Linked DNA regions of Mus musculus: region 1 is linked to region 2. The links are chromatin contacts, called in public Hi-C maps. All regions are on one chromosome and are shown on one strand. Each heading gives the region's core, a stretch centred on a gene start, on an enhancer-like site or on the middle of the called end of the contact. The rest is flanking DNA. Distances are from core to core; before and after follow the strand shown. Region 1 overlaps Hdac9 (histone deacetylase 9). Region 2 overlaps Hdac9 (histone deacetylase 9).

Region 1 (2,778 bases), core at 175-2,674, 380 kb after region 2:
AAAGAAAAATGATGCATAACTAAGAAAGCTTGCTATATAAACGTTTTATGTTGCAAATCTTTCATAGTGATAAATATGTGATTTTCCCCTCTGTCTGATGATTTCTCTTTTTTGGTAATTGGATAATAATATATGTACAGAAGTCAAAAATGTATATGTTGAGATCTAACCTCAAAGTGATGGCTTTAGGAGAGGGTGAACTTTGAGAGATGCTGTGGCTGTAAATGCTCTCACAAGTGTAATTAGCATCCTTCTCAGAGAGCCTGATGAAGCAGATATCTCCTTCCATTAATAGCTGTGAGAGCAGAGGCATAGCTTATGGTCCATAAAGCCCAAACCAGACACTTAGTGCCCTGGTGTTTCAGTCTTGGTAGTTCCCAAGACTGAAACTACAAGGCATGTAAGATTTGTGTTGTTTTATACATTTTAAAAAACTGGACTCAGCTCTTCTCTAGGGTAATGGCAACCTGATTTGTTAAAATATTTTTTTAATTTTTAAAAAATGTATCATACATAAGTAAACGTGACTCTAAAGTCCAATATTATGTATTAGCAGAATTGGTTCCTTATGAGGAATTCTCCTAATGGTCGACTATAGGCTGAAAGGTAAGCCAAGTAAGTGTTTTCATATTAAAAAGAAAGAAAGAAAAAGAAAGAAAGGAAGAAAGAAAAATGGAAGAAAAAGGAAGGGAAGGGAAGGGAAGGGAAGGGAAGGGAAGGGAAGGGAAGGGAAGGGAAGGGAAGGGAAGGGAAGGGAAGGGAAGGGAAGGGAAGGGAAGGGAAGGGAAGGGAAGGGAAGGGAAGAAAAAAAGAAAGAAAGAAAGAAAGAAAGAAAGAAAGAAAGAAAGAAAGAAAGAAAGAAAGAAAGAAAGAAAGAAAGAAAGAAAGAAAGAAAAAAGAAAGAAAGAAAGAAAAAGAATATTCTCACAGTTCTTCTAGGCCTTCATGTCTGAAGATTCACACGTTGTAAAGAACTCTGGCCCCTTTCCTGTTCTGGGCAAAGTATAGTCCTCACAAAGTAATTTTATAAACTTTTATGATTTCAGGGATGCTTATTTCAGTTTCTCCACATTCACATCTCTCCTATGTACAGACATAGTCAATGCTTTAACTGGCCACTGTCTTGACATAAGTACCAAAAAGGAAAATAAAGTTGTGGATATCCCAGCAAAAATACTCCCACTTGTGCATGCAGAGAGGCCAAACAGTATTTACAGAGCTTGAAGATGAGAGCAAATGAGAGCAGCTAGGAGAGGAAGGTGAGGACCACGCCCTGGGTGCCTCTCAGTGAAGCTCCTCTCCAAACAGAACAGGGCCTCTGGGTGAAATTCAATTAACAGGGGGAGGTGCTCATGAGGAAATGGGGTGCTCAGATGTCTGCAAGTTAGGGCATCGGGTTCAGATGCAATAATGCTCCTTCCTGGTAAAATAGACATGCTGCTCTCTAGAGGCTCCATGGAAGAATGGCACAATGTGGGAATGGAAGCAAGGCGAGGTAAGGCTGGTCCTCAATGCTTTTTGACTTACCTTACACATTTAGTGCTATACTGAAATGTAAGTAAATACCTTTAGGAGGGATTTCTGCACTTGATGCCAGCAATAACTGTCTGGAAACAGAGTTACAGATCTTTCCTAGTTATTTTATGTGCACTTTAAAAGTTTATTGATATATGCTTATAAATTTAGCCAGTTAAAATGTTTTAATTAAGTTAACTTAATTAAATATTATATTTAAACCAGATTGTATAACTGTTACCACAATCCACATTTAAAACATTTCAAATATTTCAGTAAATTCTCTCCTGCCTAATCCCTATTCCAACCCCAGGTTCTGAAAACCACAAATCTATTTTGTACCTCTATAGATATGAGTTATATTTCATGTTTAAATACAGCAGCTTGGAAACAAAGAAATCAAAACATCACCATGAAGATGTGTTTTTCTTCAAAGTGTCTTTCTTTTTCAAAGTGATCAATATAACTAAATGAGATTCAGCTACCTCACTGAACCAAGTTTCTGGGGCTGTTTTTGCAAACCCAGTTCCTAGGGTCTGACACATTTTAACCCTGGGAAGATCCAGGGCTGATGGTATAGCTGTCGCTAGTGTCTTTCAGAAAAGTCTGCAACATTCCACAGCAAACTAAAGCTTCACTGGTTAACAAGTGGGAAGAATTCATGGTAGATGCTCTAAACTGGACCTCTAGACCACCCCTCCAAACTACAGAGAACATTGCCAAAGGGGATAGAAAGGATAAAAGAGTGAAAAGATGGAGAGATACGCCATAGGAAAGGATATCCCCTGCACATGATATGGCCATTCATGTATTCACTGTAATCCAGGCCATCTGCAGAAGACATGCACAAGACTGGGCTTGCCCACATTTCACCCACTGATGGAGTAGGAACCCAGAAGACTACTGTGCTATCTCCTTATTCAAGGAGAAGGTGTTCTTTTCTGCAGTGGTGAAGCAGCCCTTGCTCCAGTAAATAACCTCCGACCCTTGGTAAGAAACTCTAACTAAACACAGTGAGCCACACACCAAAATAATGAATTGAAGTGTTGGTGGGATCTTGTTGTGGAAAGGGGTTTCAAAGTAAGAGGGAGGATAGAAGAGTGTGGGATGAGCATGACCAAAGTAATTTATACAAAAAGAAGATGCCAGGCAACAAAAACTTTAAAAGGAGTCATGATTTTAGTATTTACCTTCATCAGGAATGATGGGGGAAAAATCCCTTTTAAAAATTAAAACTAGATTCTTCTCTTGTATAAAAGATCC
Region 2 (2,980 bases), core at 155-2,654:
TCTACCTCAGGCAGCCACTAGAGTTGAATAGGAGAAAAAAACAACTAAGGTTTATATTCTTTTCTTATTCTGTCTACCATATCCTTAGTGACTAGAAAGGATTATCTTCTATAAAATTATTGCTGCATAACAGACAGGAACTACAACGTGAATACATATATGTCTGTCAGGATGTAATGACTTGAGAAACCTGAATTTCACAGAGAAAGAACATTCTTTCCAAACTGAACTAATAAAGAATCTTATTTTAGGAAAACACACACAAAACCAAGCAATGCATGTGGAATTGAAGCATTTATATTTTAAGTTAGCCCTAAGATGGCTACTTTACCAAAGCATGTAAGTGAGAATGGCTCCTAACTCTGTGTCTGTCTAACGGCATTTGATGAATTTGTATCTAGAGATTTTCAGACCCCCCCCCCAGGACTTGAAATTATCAGCTTCAAATATACTTTTTAAAGAGATAATTGCAGGGAATCCTCCTATTCCTGTCTAGTGCTATCACCCCTAAGAGCATCATTCACCTAGAGTAAGCAGAGCTTAGGGACTATATTGACACAAATGACATGCACCTCAGGGACCAACCCTCCCACTCTCAAGTCACTCAAACATCCGGCAAGTTCACTCAATGGTCGAAGCTCCAAGGAAAACCGAGATGATACCACTCCCATCATAATGTTGTCGTTAGCTTTAAATTCATCAGAGCAGGAAGCATGTTCAGAAAGTGCAATACAGTGCAGGAGCCCTAAGTACTCAGTAAACGCTAACACACACACACACACACACACACACACACACACACACACACACACACAAAGCTTTGGGTTTGGGGGTCTGACATTACTTTCTACTTAGCAGCACATCAAAGGACAAGAGTCATCTGCGATGACGCTGGAAGCCAGAAACGACCTCCAATCAGAAAGCTCCATGTTTAAGCAACATATGGATCTAGTTCGGCTGGAGTTTCCTGAATGAATGTGGGCCTCTGCAGGCTTTCCAAGCACACTGAACAGCGCTCCATCACTGGCCCTGGAAACAAAGCTAATGGCCTGCAAAGCCGCACGTGATAGAGATTAAGCTACCTGTCCTGAGTGGATGTGATGGTATTTAAACCGGAGAGGGAATGACTTAGAGGAAAGGAATTTAGGCACCGTCTCCTTTGTAGAATCTAAATGTGGCCTGTTGATTTCTTTTGGAAATATTTCCGGAGTTAAATATAATACTACTGTGCCCGTTAACAAAAAGGGTTTCCTGTGAGGTGGGCATAAATAATGTGGTACACGATTGCTGCTTCGACACCTTGAACATTTCATCCTGCAACCCGGGTAATGGAACTCCTCTCCTGGCGCTAAGCAGTTCAGAGAGCTTTGCTGTTCTGCCTTGCTGCTAGGGCCATGGGCATGTCTGAATAATTGAGTTTAAGCTTAAATAATGATCAGATGCCCTTTGAAACCCACTGACAGACACCAGACTCAACAAAGAAGCAGAGGTTTTTCATCACAGAAAAGACTTGGGAGGCATGTTATAGAACAGCTAGCTGCAAATGAAATTAAGCATCTTTTAAATCTTTGAATTCTCTCAGGTAGAGTGACTCTTTTAAAACAGTTATCTACTGTGAGTCAAATATATCTGCACAGAGCATTTTGGTTTGGTGACGTAGAAAGTAAATCTATATTTTTAGGTTGTTAGAGTAATTCTACTTGATTAAATATTTAAATACTCTTTTTAAACTTTTGAATAGCTTATTCTGTCTTAAGCTCTATATGTTGAGTGAACTGGCAGCTACAAATCAAATTCATTCTTTCTTTTTTTTTCCTTCCTTTTTAGTTAAAATTATTACTTTGTTTCATTTAATGGATATTTGAGAAGCTTAATATTTTTCTATTCTGAACTCTTCACTCTTAGGGTTAGATTCAGAAACACTAATAGTTTTGTTTCTGGCCATGGAGACAGAAGGGGGGGGGAGTAGAAAGGTCACAGAAAGGAAAATCTAATTTATTGGCAGTTCCAGTGGAGGATAATAAAGTCAAATGTGTCATCCTATAAATAGCTTTGGGCAGCATCTCACAAGTCAGTGGTAATGCTGGTGTGCCTCCTCAGGGCTACACTTTACCCATTTTAACACTGCACGGTGCATGACTAATTGCTGTTGCAAGAGAAGGATCTGAGCTTTAAAGAGATTAGGCAACTTGAACATAAACAGTTAATAAAAGACCTGTGATATTTCCTAAGTCTGACCTGGTCATCATATTGTTGGAATAGTGTCATCCTCTCTGACAATAACCTCCCTAATGTGTCTGTATTTGGAGACAAGGTCTTTGAAAAGTTCCATAAGGTGGGATCCATTATAAGGGTGTATTGCAAGATGACTGACTTTTTTTTTAAAGGAAAAAAGATACTAGACCAGACACATATGAACAATCAGATGGGCAAAGAAGGCACAAGAATACTGCTACCTGAAACACAAAGCAAGAACCTTCGGGAAAAACTAGACCTGCCAACACTCTCATCTTGAATTTCCCACACTATGAACAGATAACTTTCTTTTTAAGCCACTAGTCTCTATTATTTTGTTATGGCAACTTTAGCTAGACTAACAGAAAGGTGAACTTTACACATACTTTATGCCTGTTTGTCCTGTAACATCCTTATTAGTAATATACTATGACACTTTTTATAAATTCCCTAAGCATAGGAGTGTGGTTGACTTGTTGTAATCATCCTATCTTCAGGACTTGACACATACTAGAGGCTTAATCAATTCTCTTAGGACAGTTAGATGATGAATGTAAGCAAAGCAGTCTTATGCTCATACCTTTAAGGTCAGAATTTTAATGCAACTGAAAATCTATAAGGAGATATATATATATATATATATATAATCTCTCCTATTCAGGTCCTGCAATACATCTGTGATTTAGAGAAGAGCTCCTCTCTCTTCTGTAGGTAGTACAGGCCAGGACTTTAACTCTCACTTGAC

What was found. A called contact is a pair of places that touch in the nucleus more often than the background predicts.
Region 1: a Hi-C map of the N1E-115 cell line shows a contact between it and region 2, with 5 times the contacts expected there. The contact joins two enhancer-like sites. A contact is called at or near these places in 3 of 484 Hi-C or Micro-C datasets (the N1E-115 cell line, cranial neural crest and embryonic fibroblasts).

Annotation. Positions count from the first base shown.
Region 1 is chr12:34,652,402-34,655,179 of GRCm38.p6, forward strand. All of the region lies in intron 3 of Hdac9 (histone deacetylase 9), which reads right to left. Among named protein-coding and RNA genes, the nearest start is that of Gm46347, 130 kb to the right of the region's middle. Within about 2 kb of position 1,425, at least 6 of the 459 cell types and tissues checked have an H3K27ac peak or open chromatin away from gene starts, as enhancers often do. A contact at or near this core is called in the N1E-115 cell line, where this site is marked.
Region 2 is chr12:34,268,902-34,271,881 of GRCm38.p6, forward strand. All of the region lies in intron 18 of Hdac9 (histone deacetylase 9), which reads right to left. Among named protein-coding and RNA genes, the nearest start is that of Gm51984, 55 kb to the left of the region's middle. Within about 2 kb of position 1,405, at least 20 of the 459 cell types and tissues checked have an H3K27ac peak or open chromatin away from gene starts, as enhancers often do. A contact at or near this core is called in the N1E-115 cell line, where this site is marked.